Regions from separate parts of the Mus musculus genome. Here region 1 is linked to region 2. Evidence: chromatin contacts called from public HiChIP or PLAC-seq data. All regions are on one chromosome and are shown on one strand. Each heading gives the region's core, a stretch centred on a gene start, on an enhancer-like site or on the middle of the called end of the contact. The rest is flanking DNA. Distances are from core to core; before and after follow the strand shown. Region 1 overlaps Cacna2d2 (calcium channel, voltage-dependent, alpha 2/delta subunit 2). Region 2 holds the start of Hemk1 (HemK methyltransferase family member 1).

What was found. HiChIP or PLAC-seq counts read pairs in DNA pulled down with a chosen protein or histone mark.
Region 1: a contact with region 2 is called in an H3K4me3 HiChIP or PLAC-seq map of the SCID.adh cell line, with 4 times the contacts expected there. The contact joins the enhancer-like site here to the promoter of Hemk1 in region 2. A contact is called at or near these places in 5 of 39 promoter capture datasets (the C10 cell line, embryonic stem cells, hematopoietic stem and progenitor cells and 2 more), 2 of 15 datasets of contacts at CTCF or cohesin (both in embryonic stem cells), 2 of 484 Hi-C or Micro-C datasets (embryonic fibroblasts and nephron progenitors), 21 of 115 datasets of contacts at active chromatin or transcription factors (the 230-238 cell line, the SCID.adh cell line, bone marrow-derived macrophages and 14 more) and 3 of 9 other capture datasets (adipose tissue, liver and pancreatic islet).

Annotation. Positions count from the first base shown.
Region 1 is chr9:107,508,978-107,514,848 of GRCm38.p6, reverse strand. It overlaps Cacna2d2 (calcium channel, voltage-dependent, alpha 2/delta subunit 2), which reads right to left. Exons shown (of 38, transcript NM_001174049.1): 6 at 5,513-5,654; 7 at 2,717-2,848; 8 at 2,489-2,546; 9 at 1,745-1,795; 10 at 1,517-1,616; 11 at 1,218-1,376; 12 at 907-1,014; 13 at 726-804; 14 at 168-217. Among named protein-coding and RNA genes, the nearest start is that of Gm34037, 21 kb to the right of the region's middle. Within about 2 kb of position 4,003, at least 7 of the 459 cell types and tissues checked have an H3K27ac peak or open chromatin away from gene starts, as enhancers often do. A contact at or near this core is called in the SCID.adh cell line, where this site is marked.
Region 2 is chr9:107,336,291-107,342,177 of GRCm38.p6, reverse strand. It overlaps Hemk1 (HemK methyltransferase family member 1), which reads left to right and starts at 3,828. Exons shown (of 11, transcript NM_133984.2): 1 at 3,828-3,897; 2 at 4,800-5,177; 3 at 5,515-5,606. The coding sequence starts at 4,947. It overlaps 6430571L13Rik (RIKEN cDNA 6430571L13 gene), which reads right to left and starts at 1,538. Exons shown (of 6, transcript NM_175486.3): 1 at 1,390-1,538; 2 at 761-867.

The sequences.
Region 1 (5,871 bases), core at 2,754-5,253, 170 kb before region 2:
GAGGCACTAAATGTCCTTCCCAACTCACTCTTCTCTCATCTGCTGCCATGGACAACAGCAGCCACCAGGGGTCGCTATCGGCCCATGGCTGGAAAGCACGCAAAGCATGCAGCCACAACCAGAGGGAAGCCAAGGCCTGGGAGGGGCCGCCTCCTCCACAACCTCACCTGTGTGTTGATGCGGATGGCTCCGATGGAAGGGATCTCAAAATAGTAACCTGCAAAGGGAGGAGATGTGGGTTTGACTGGCACAGCAAGGCCCGCAGCACAGGGGGTAATGTCGCCTGGGTACACCTGCAACACTCTGTGTATTGTGACTCTCCCCCAACTCCTTTATGCTCCCTGTCACTGCCCTGGCACTGTGACCAACGCTACAGGAGAGGATAGATTGTAGGGGTCTAAAGAAGCAGCAGAGGTGGGAGTGGTTAACAGAGACAGGGTGGAGGAAGGAGCCTCATCCGAGGACGTCAGAAACGTGAGTTTTACCCAATCAATCAACAGAGATGGATTGATCAACAAACAGACATTAGCAGAAAGGCTGGAGACAGACAGACAGGGGACATACAGCCAGATGGTCAAGCAAGACAGCCCACCAAATAGACAAAGCACCGGAAAAAGGGTATGTATGGAAGGACAGACACACAGTGCGTGAACAGACAGCTGGACACATGGATGGACAGCTAGCAGAAGGACACAGCAGGCAGAGGCTGAAACCCGATGAGGTACCTTTGTTAGTACAGGCCATCCACTGCAAGGGTGTGACATCATAGTTATGCTGTCCTACGGAGAACGTGAACACACGTACCTGCCGGGACGATGAGGTTATCACAATGGCCACCGGAGGACGACGGCCCTCTCCCGTCCTGGACCCAGCTCAGGGCAGCCACCCACCAGGGCTGAGGCTCACCGTCCGATTGGGCCAATTGTACTTTTCGAAGACATCCTGCACGCGATCCTCACCCCCATCCGTGAACATCATGATCATCTTATTGCAGTTAGCCCGCGTGATGTTGGACTAGTGGAGGATGAACACAGAGTCAGGCAATCCTTGGTCTCTCACAGGTCCAGGGTGGGGCTTCCTCCCTCACGGCAGATGGTACTGTCTGTCTAAGCTGCCTGTTTACTATTAACAAGGCAATCCATCTTCATCTTCCCATGTCACTAAGCCTGGTCCCTCGCCCACCCCTTGCTACCCATTTGCCCACCCGTGGGGCTCACATTCTGTAGCTGGTCAAAGGCATACTCAAAGCCGGCCTTGTAGCCTGTGGTGCCCTTGGCCACCATGCCCTGCACAGCTTCCTTGAACACCTTCTTGTTACGCACATTGGCCTGCACCAGGTGTGTGAAGCAAGACACAGGCTGCGCCTTCTCGTTGAACTGTGGGGACAGTGGGGGGTGGTGAGTGGCTTCAGGCTGGCCACACAGTGTGCAGCTGTTGTACAGGGCTGATGGTTGTCATGGGAGCAGGTTGGATGGGGGTGAGTGGTACCCATCCTGCCTGCCACCTTGCCACTCACTGAGGCCACGTTCACATAGTCATCATCAGAGAGCGTGTCTAGCATCTCACAGACGGACGTCTTCATCAGCTTCAGAGTCAGGCCGCTCACGCTGCCACTCCTGGAAACCAGGCATGGAGGGGGCGCATGCATGTGGGCTCTCAGGGTTTTCCCGTCCTTCCCTCATAAGGTGCCCGGGCAGAAGAGTCCAGTCCTAGCCCATCCCACCAGCCTACAAGGCTCACTCACACATCCACAATGATGACCATGTCCTTGGGTGATGAGGCCCCCTGTATATACCTGCCAGTGAGAAGACTCAGTTAAGGACGGCACCTCCGGGACCTGCGGGGTCTTCCTTCTTCCACCCACTTACTGATTCCTGTGCTTCTTTCTACTGACCACGCACTATGGGGGTTGGAATGGGCCTGGGCACTGGGAAGACCATGCTCAATAAAAAAGACAGTTTTTTTTTTCTTGTGACGTGAGTGATCTGGTTCCCTCATTAAGTAAACAAGAGGTGAGGGGGAGGGGCAGGTGATCCACGGGGACAGAAGGCTTTAGTGGCTTGTGTCCTCTGTCCTAGAGAGACTCCAGAGAGTCTGGCTGTGTAATGGAGGAGGGAGGGAAGATCATGGAGTAGTGTGAGAGAGGCAGAGCAGAGGGTCGGGGTGTCCAGGGATCAAATGAGTAGGTGGGGCCGGCTGACCTGACGGAGGCTCTAGCTACCCCTGGAAGCACCCTCCCTGGTCTGCTTTCAGTTCTGAGTGGGTGTGGGGGGGCTGGGTAGTGGACGACACGCGTGGGGGCAGAGGCAGCTGGGCGGCTTGCCTGGGCGATGGGATCCATTTTCCAGTGGCAGCGATGTGTGAAATGAAAATTGGATAGAGCTGGCTGCGCCCTGCTCGGAGGTCTGGATATTGGGAGGGAGGGGAGCGGGCACGAAAGATGGGGAGTTGAGGGGGTGTCTCGCCTCCACCCCCCTTGCTCACTCACCAGGGTCGTCTTCTGACATCGTACAGGTCAATCTTCTTGGGGGCTCGCCATGGTGTGGCTGTGGAAAGAGGGGGTGAAGGGGCCCGGCCCGGCAGAAGGGTCTGACTGGAGCAGGCGGGAGTGATGGGGATTGACCTGGTTCATTGTACCCCATGGACCTCAGAATGGGTAGGCTTGGAGATGGAGCAAGACGGGTGCTGGATGGGCCAGGGAGACAGTGGTGCCTACCTGGGTAATAGCGAGTGACTCCCGTGGCACTGCCAAAGACTTGCCACAACAGTGTAGGGTCTTGCCTACGGTTCTCAATGAAGACGTTCTCCAGGGCCTCTGTCCAGTTAAGCTCATTGAGGATGACGGTAGCTGAGGGGCAGGGCAGAAGGCTGGGGTTGGGAGGTTCGGGGTCGCCCCCTGCTAAACCCATCTCCGTGGCCTCCCCTGCTTTCTGCCTGCCCAGGCTTTCTTTGATTTCCCAGGATCTCATGTGGGGCCACACCAGCTCTTCCAGGGAGATTTTCTTGCTCTCCCTCCTCTAAATCATCAAAGGAATATCTCAGCCTACCCCTCATCCAGGCCTCGGTGAGCAAGCAGGGCTGATGTGGTTTGTGGCCTGTGGAGAAGGGCCGCCTGGGTGGCAGGGAGCTGTGAGTTGGGCCCCCATCCAGCATGCTGCCTGGAGCCTGCAGCCGGCCCCCAGGGAGCTCACCCACTCAGCATGCACTCCAGGCCGCAGCCACAAGAAAGCAATTAAGGGCCCGCTGATGGGGCTGGAATTATTCAGCTATTAAGGTACCTGATAAGCTGGAAGCCACTCAGCTCCATGATTAATCAACTGGGGCCAGGAGCAGGCAGGGGCAGCAGTGGGGGCTGCAGAGGGGCAGGGGTGGGGCCAGGATCCTCTTCCGACACAGGCGCGCACACACACTTGCACACATATGCGCACGTACATACAGCCTGCATCCATGGCAGGCATCGCTGCCTCTAATTTCTGTGCTTCCAGCCAAACGTAGGAGCCCCAGCCCCTTACGCCCAAACCCACCCAATTGCTACCATGGGCGAGGGGTACACAGGAGCTCTCACCACCAGTTACCCACCCTCATTAACCCCTGTGGCTGCACTTGGGTGGCCCCTCCCTTCTGCCAGGCCTACCACCGACCAAGGCTGATCTCTACTCTGTTGACCAACCTGGATGGCATTCTTGTCCCATCACTCAGGGTGCCCCGAAGTCTACCTGGTGTGTGTGTGTGTGTGGCATGTTTTTATCTCTACACTGGATCAGGCCACTCTACCCTCCGTGATCCCTATCAGAGATCTCAAGTGACAGGCAGAGAAGGTTCTCTCAGGCCTTTGATTCCCTGAGAACAGATGAGCTGTGCCTGACAGCCTCTCAGGCCCTGCCGGTGCCCAGGGGCCTGCCAACCCTCGCCCGCCCCTCTGCCTTTGCTTTGTGTGCGGGCTGTGCTGTGTCTCTGCTGTCTTGCTCCCTGAGCTTGGCTTTCATCCCTCTCTGTCTCTGGTTCTTCTTAACTGACCACAATATCAACATGAAACCTCTTTCTTCCATTGGCTCTGCCTATTGAGCAGCGTGTTATGGTCCTGTTTCTGATTTAGAAGCCTAGTGAGTTGAACACTTCTATTTTTCTTTTTAAGGAAAAAATGAAGCGTGGCACCCAAATGTTTCGCACAATGCCATGTGTCCTTGAGTCTGCATGGCATGCCTACCCATCCCTGGGCCTCTTCCTGTCTGAGAAACTTGGAAGTCCCTCAGGCTGCCAGCAGAGGGGTGACTCTTGCTGCAGGTGGATTGTCCCTACAGATATCTGCGACCACAAGGACATACCTGTATGACACACTGAAGCGAATACCCCCACATGCACACACGCCCACGCCACACCCATGCGCACACCCTCAGATCACAGTGAGTTGGGAAATGGGGACCATGCCCCCTCAGGCAGGCGATTACAGATTTAATTAAAAGTGACACAGTAAATAAAGAACATATAAAATGTAATTTGTGTGGGTAGCGAGGGGTGACTGGGGAGGGTGGTGTGGCTCCTGTTTTAATTAGTGTGCCTGCCTGTGATAGTGCCTCTCGACTGGCTCATGCAGGTGATCTGCTGGCATCCTGCTGGGGGCGGGGCTGGCTGACGTTGAGGGCGACAGGGGCTTCCTGGAAGACCCTAGGGTTCCCCCTTTTCCTGGAACCTATACAGTAGCTCTGCCTCCTTTGCCCCCATTTCCCCAGCATCCCAGCACACCATCCTCCACCTCCTCCAAACCCAGCAGATTTTGAGACTGTCCTATAGGTAGGTGCTCACATGGTAATGTCAGAACCAGGCAGGGCCTTCAATCTACTGCTGGAGGAAGTTCCTAAGGAACTGGAACAGTATATGGAGAAGATGCCTAGAGCCAAACACCAGATGAGGGGCCCCAGCAGTAGACTGGAGCTATAATGACTCCACTGTGCAAAGCTGTCCCACCCCTGGGACTTGGAATCTCAACCATATTTTCCTGGTCCCCCTTCACCACACTCTTGGCTATTGCAGGATAGAAACCATTTCCCATTCTTTCAGCTCTGGGCCATAGAGAGAAGTGGGTTAGTCAGGCCTGTGACTGTTGTCTACGGCAGCTGCCTTGCGGCCTTTAATCTCTGTGTCCACCTTATGCTGGCATTTCCCAGCCAGCCCCTCTTAATAGAGTCAGAGACGGGCAGGGGCGGCAAGGGGCTGTTCTGGGGGCATTCAGCCCAGCAGTGAGAGCAAGGGATGTATGTGTGCATGTATATGTGGGATATGTGTACACATAGGCTTAGACCATACCAGCAAAGAAGCTGTGTTTCAAGTTCTGCCAAGTGTGAAGGTCTATATGTGGGTAGGTCAGAGAAATGAACGTGTATGACCTTGGGTGCAGGGGACTGGCCAGAGGTAGGTGGCACTAGCTTTCTATCTCAGGGACCTGGAATGCTCAGGGAGTGGGCCCTACCCCACGTGGGTGGGAAGGGCTCTTCCCCCCTCCCCTTACACTTACAGCCTTTGTAGATGTCTGTGGGGATCTGCACAGCCGTGTATGAATAGTTGACTTTGTTCTTGAAGTTTGGGTCCTCGATGAAGTCCAGCCTTAAGGCGCTGGTCTTGGATCCCCTCTCCATATCTTCACTCTCAGGGTCATCCTGCAGAAAGCACCCCCACCCGTGTCAGGAAAATGGTGAGTGGGTTGGTTAGGCTCGCAGGTGAGGACAGGGAGGGCCAGAGTCCAGAAGACAGGGTCATCTTAAGGGCAGAGGTTATTGTAGAGACAAGAGACAGATGGAGAGACATGGGAGAACATGGGTACAGCATATGGACCCCTTATCCAGAAGGCTTCCCTGGGTGAATTTGCCTGCCTTT
Region 2 (5,887 bases), core at 2,579-5,078:
ACAGCTAGGGGCATGTCTGTGAGATCAAGTCCCTCTAGAATCTGAAGGCACTGAGGACATAAAGGTTTCAAGACAGAGCTAAGTCAAGTTTATGGGGTATTAGGACATGGGCTTCTGTAGGGACATAGGGACAGGAAAGCAAAGCCCTGTCACCCCTGTACGATGACTATAGTGATTATAATTGGAAGATGGGAGAAGATGCAGGAGGCCTGGAAAAAGTCCACCAATTATCTCTGTAATTGCTACTTCTCCTACTCCTACCTCCTCACTCTCTGCACCCCACATCCCTCCTTCTGCTTGGGAAACACTTGCCCAAGACTCAGACACACCTGATATAACCTCAGGCAAGTCACCCCTCTTCTCTGTGTCTAGTTTTTCTCAAAGTGGGAAATATTACGAACAACCCCATGGTGTTGTAGGGTTAATGGTATATCAGAATGAACCAGTCCCCAGTGGGGTGTGGAGGGAAGAACTTAGATGAGCACAGAAGGCATCCAATAAATGTTCCAAATCCCCATCACTACCACCAACAACCCAGGAGGAGTTAGACACAGCAGTCCCTGGTCCTAGTCAGCTGTGAGACCCATGCTATGGTTGGGACTAGGATGGGGCTGGTGTAGAGACACCAAGAGGCAGGAAGGGTAGACCGAGCTAGATCTTCTGGCAAGGAAGTTGGCAGGGGTGATCCTTGGGCTACCTCCTTTACTCGTAGATGTAAGGCACGGAGTTACATCTTCAGAGGCACTGATGAAATACTCACTTTGAAACACCTATTTCCCTCCGGAGGATGGAAGATCACCCAGCCTCTGTGGGTCTTGGGTAAAGCAGAGTGGGAATGAGTCCTAGCAGTGCTGCAGAGGGGCAGACCTAGAAAGAGAAAGAATTTCTAGCCTATGGCTACATATATGTTTCTCTGTGCGTCTCATAGGTGTACATGGGATGCCTCCTCTTGCAGGTGTGCACATACGTATGAGCGGTGTGCACATATCGTTCATGGTCCCTTAGGAAGGAGCAAAGCTGGCAGAGGGTCATGCATGGAGTAGACGCATTCCTTTCTGTCCTCTCCAGCTTGGCTCAGCAAGAAGTCTCAGGTTCTCTTCTGGGCTCTGTCACTGATCCCAGCCATGACCTTGGACCAGACCCTTAACTTGCTCTGAGTCTGTTTATTACTGGCAAAAAAAGGAGAGAAGCCACCCTGCCGAGTATTTTATTGGCTTGTCTCGGGGGTCCAAAGGGGAAGGGAAGAACACCGGGGTAAAAGTGGTGTGCACCGCGACCTCCAAGAAGCTATCGAGTCTCTTAGTCCTCCCTATCTCAATCCCCACGCCCGCCTCCACGACCCTGTGGTTTCTCCATTCTTGCTCAGAAGCAGCCGATCTCAGCACTTACTTAATCCTCTCCGGTGCGCCGAGCTCAGTCTGAGAAGCTAAGGTTGGTAGTGACCCGCAGGAGGCGTGGGCGGGGGAACACCCAGGCCCGGGCGTTGGGGGCGACAGGTCCCGACTCAAGGTCCGCCTTGCGTGCGCGCAGGATCAGCTAGTATTAGCCTGCGCTGGCTGACAACCTGAGCTGGGGTGGGCTGGGTCCGGACCACGGAGGGGGTGGGGCTGGGATGAGCAGCCTCGGGGGATCCCCAGGAGCCGGAGTGCCTTGCCTCCTGCCCCCCCCAGCGCCTCCGGACCCTGATTGGCTGCTTCGCCTAAAGCTCGATCAGCATTGGCTCACTCGCCTGTCGCTCAGATATAGCTCTGCTCCCAGCGGGAGCTTGGACCTGAAACCGGACAGCTAAAAGAGATTCTCTCTGAGAATACCTCTGACCCTGATGGCCTGCCGGAAGTTAGGCAGAGGACCGTAGGTAGCCAGGTCCTTTCTGGGTCAGAATTCTGACTCCTGGACACCTCCACCCGCACTGGGGCAGACTTGTAAGCCGCAAAAATCATAGGTACAGAGATTTGGTGAGAGCACCACCAGACCTGGAATATTTGAAACCTAAAATGAATTCAGTTTGATCTTCTATTGAATTTATGACCTTGAACAGCAAACTGCTTCTCTTCTTTTGTCTCAGTTTCCTGCCTATATAGGAACTCTGGTGTTTTGGAACAAGGGCGGTTTTTGGTAAGTGACTCCTGGAGACTTCAGTCCAGAGATGTTGAGATGGAATTATCTGTGTGATAGCCCACCTATTCCTCTCATAATAGTTTTCATCCACAGCAAAATTCATCTCAGGACAGAAGTACCGATTTCCTATACCCAAGAGCTGTATCCCCAACCATTTAAAACTACCCTCACCCCATCCCCTAAACAGACTGTGTGTAACCCAGGATGGCCCGATACTTATTATGTTGCCCAGGTTAGTCTTGAACCAAGGCAATCCTCCACCTCCTGGGTGCTTGGGTTTTAATTTTTAATTAATTAGTTTCATGTGTGAGGATGTTTTGTCTGCACACGTATCTGTACACTACATATGTGTCTGGTGTTCAAGGAAGCCAGAAGAGGGCATTGGATCCTCTGGTACTGGAGTTACAGACTGCTGTTAGCCTCCTTGTAGGTGCTCAAAATTGAACCTGGGTCCTTTGGAAAAGCAGCCAGTGCTCTTAACCACTGAGGCATTTCTCCAGACCCCCTTGTACTGGGACTTATAGGTGTGCACCAGTACACCCAACTCCCAGCCCCTCTCCCTTTTTACTCAAGTATTTTATTTTTTACTTTTTTGAAGCAGGATTTCATGTAGCCCAGTCTGGCCTTAAAAGATGAGTTTCTGGTTTCCCTGCCTCCACCTGCTGAAAACTAGGATTTATAAGTATTACCAAACCCCATTTGTGGGCATCAAACCCAGAGTTGTGTGACTGTTAGGTGAGCACATCAATTGAGCTACCCCGTGAACTATTTATTTTTGAATATTTTATGTTATTTCTTAAAATTATAAGTATGTATGTTTGGATGGGTATGTGTACATGGGTGCTTGGAATTGAAACCCAGTTCTCTGCAAGAGCAGTATGTGTTCCTAACCGCTGAGCCATCTCTTCAAGGTCCCGTCCCACCTTTTAAATTTTGAGACAGATTTTTACTAAATTACTCAGGATGGCTTTGAATGTATGGTCCTCCTGCGTCAGCTTCTCCAGAAGCTGTGATTACGTGCCTGCACAACCAGGTCTTGCTATGAATATTACAAAAGATACAACTAAAGCCTAGAAGGTCTGGGCATTTAAACAAAGTTAAACAACGAGCTGCCAACAGAATCAGGATGTAAATCCAGTTTTCCAGTATTCGCTGTTTTGCTATCTGCTCCAAATTCTATGTGCGTGTGAGGTCAGGAGGGTCCTTAGAAACTGGGTCCCTTTCCGAAAACAGAGACTGCCCCCAAACACTGAAACCCAGTCACACGCTGCTAGACCTATCTTACAAGCAGTTAGAACAACGCACCCACCTCCCGCCCCCCAAAATCTGGCTCTCAAGCCCAGCACACGTGGGTGACACCCTCGCGGTTTGTTTTTTGCCCACACTCCGCCCCAGCTGGATATGTAAACGTTTGCTTCAAGCAATCACCGCAGGCTGGAGCCATATCTCTGTTGAGACCTTAAGGAAGACTAGTGGGTCTGGGACCCAGCAGAGCATCTCTCACATTCCTGTACTTCCCCTTAGGGGGGCTGCAGATGCTGGCCAGTTGAGCCTCCTCAGCATCCCACAGTCTTCAAAGGAAAATCCGGCCACTTTAGGAACCCTAGACCAAGGAGACGCGGTTCACCGGAGCCCTTTCTCAACAGCACCGAGGCGGAAGCAAGGCGCCGAGGGAGTGCACTACAGGTTACGCACATCCGGGGTGGGGTGGGGGGGCGCTAACCCTGGGTCAATTTTCTGGTACTTGTGTGTGGGCCGGGCGAGCGTGCATGCCCTCTGGTAGGTATGCACCAGAGCAGGAGATCCGGATGGGAAATGCATGGCCGCAACGTTGATTTTGAGACAGGGATGGCCCTCTCCCTCGCTTTCAGGGGTGGAGAGAGGGCGCGCTTATATCGTTGATAATGTGTTTGCGGATCTGGGATGGACGCTGTGTCGAGGCTTGGAGATTTGGTTCCTTCCGTAGCTGGGTACTGGTGGACCCAGTTGCGTCAGGAATCTAGCAGAACCGGATTTGTGTTCTGCCCGGGGTATTTTATACCTGAGTTACCGTGGGCAAGTTGCTTTCCTCTTCTGGAGCCCTGTCTGAGAGGATGTGGCAGTTAGCAGGTTCTCGCAAATCTTAGTTTGGACCTTACTTAGTTTGGAAGTAGAGGGGACCACAGATTTTATGTTTTCAGATAACTTGTTTATGCTAACTTAAGCGTAACATTGTTCATTATGGGTTAAAATAGAGGCAACGTTTCAGCTTCTAAACAATAAGGAATGTCACAAGCCAAGCTCCCAAGCACGGCAGTCTCCTGCCATCTGTTAGTGAGTCCCAAGGGTCTTCCAGGCCCCTGATAGTCGTTGGTCAAGGCACCACTCTCCAGAAAGCTAGTGTTATTTATTTCTCCCACATTAGGAGCAAACTGGAAGTCAGAAACAACGGCTCAACTGCACTCACTCACACTGGGGTCTGACATAGGTCTAACCTACTCCCAAACCTACACCTTGACTCTTAACAGGACAGAGCCCTGCCAGTTCAACCTACCTATGCTAAAAATAACAAAACGTTACTGGCCAAGACAAGAAGGAGTCAGATAGCTGGCTGGGGATATGAATATAGTCCAGGAGGCGACAGACTAAAAAGCACACCCTTTCCTGGCACATTTTGAGTCTTTTTCCACATCCTTCTTTAGGGTAGCAGAAACATCTGAGAAACAAAACAGAGAACTGGAACCCATGACTGATTCTTCACCCAGCCCAGCCCAGGGATCACCCTGAGCCCCTACCTCAGTGCAGATAGCACAAGAGAGACTCAGGCACTTGGAAGCCTTTCTCCAAGAATGAAGCTCTGGGGACAAATACTTTGGACCCTTCTATCTGTTCCCCGAGGAAGGAGGGGAGTCCTCCAGGGCTGGGCCTTCAACTCATGGAAGACTTATTCATCCCTGACTGGGCCGTTGAGTGCCACAGGGATGGTTAATCACTGGACACGGGTCTTTGAGGAAAGAGGTATCCCAGAGGCCCGGGAATCCAGTGAGTACATCGTGGCTCATGTCCTCGGAGCCAAAACAGTTAAGTGTAATGTTAGGGAGGACAGGGAGAGGGAGGAGGGAACTCTCTGGGGAATAGATAGTGAAAGGGGGGTTGTTTTATTTGTTTTTATTTTGTTTGGTTTTAATTTTTGCCTCAATCGGGCTGCTTAATTGAGTCGGGTGGGATTTTGCTGAACAAATGTTTCAGGCAGACATGTATTCATTCATCCAACAAACTACTGCAGTGTGTTCCAGGTACTGTGTGTTCCGGGATGATTAAGTGGCTAGTGTTGAGTTGACAGACATTGTCCACACAAACCTGGGTGTGTGTCCCTAGACCAAGGGAGCCAGCCACTCACATTCTCCATGGGAACAGTTTCAGAGCCTGAAACCAGCACTTTGGACCAAGCCACTGACCCCTCAACAATTGGAATGCATCCAGGAGCTATGTGGCCGTAGATTACAGAGGTAAGCACCCATGGACCGATCCGAGGACTCTACAGAGATCCATCTTTCACCGGTTCCACCAAATTATGGCCAGGGAGGAGTAAAGTGTCTGAGGTCGAGAGGGATCTGTTGGGGTAAGGAGGTAGGAGGAGAGGGACTGGTGTTGTAAATTGAAAGAAGGGAAAGGCTAGTCTGTTTGTCCTAGGGTACTGCAGTCAGGACCCTGCTGAATAGCCTTAGCTACATTAGTCCTCAGTTGAGCTCTGGCCTTATTCATCCTGGTCCTGGTCCTGATGACTCCC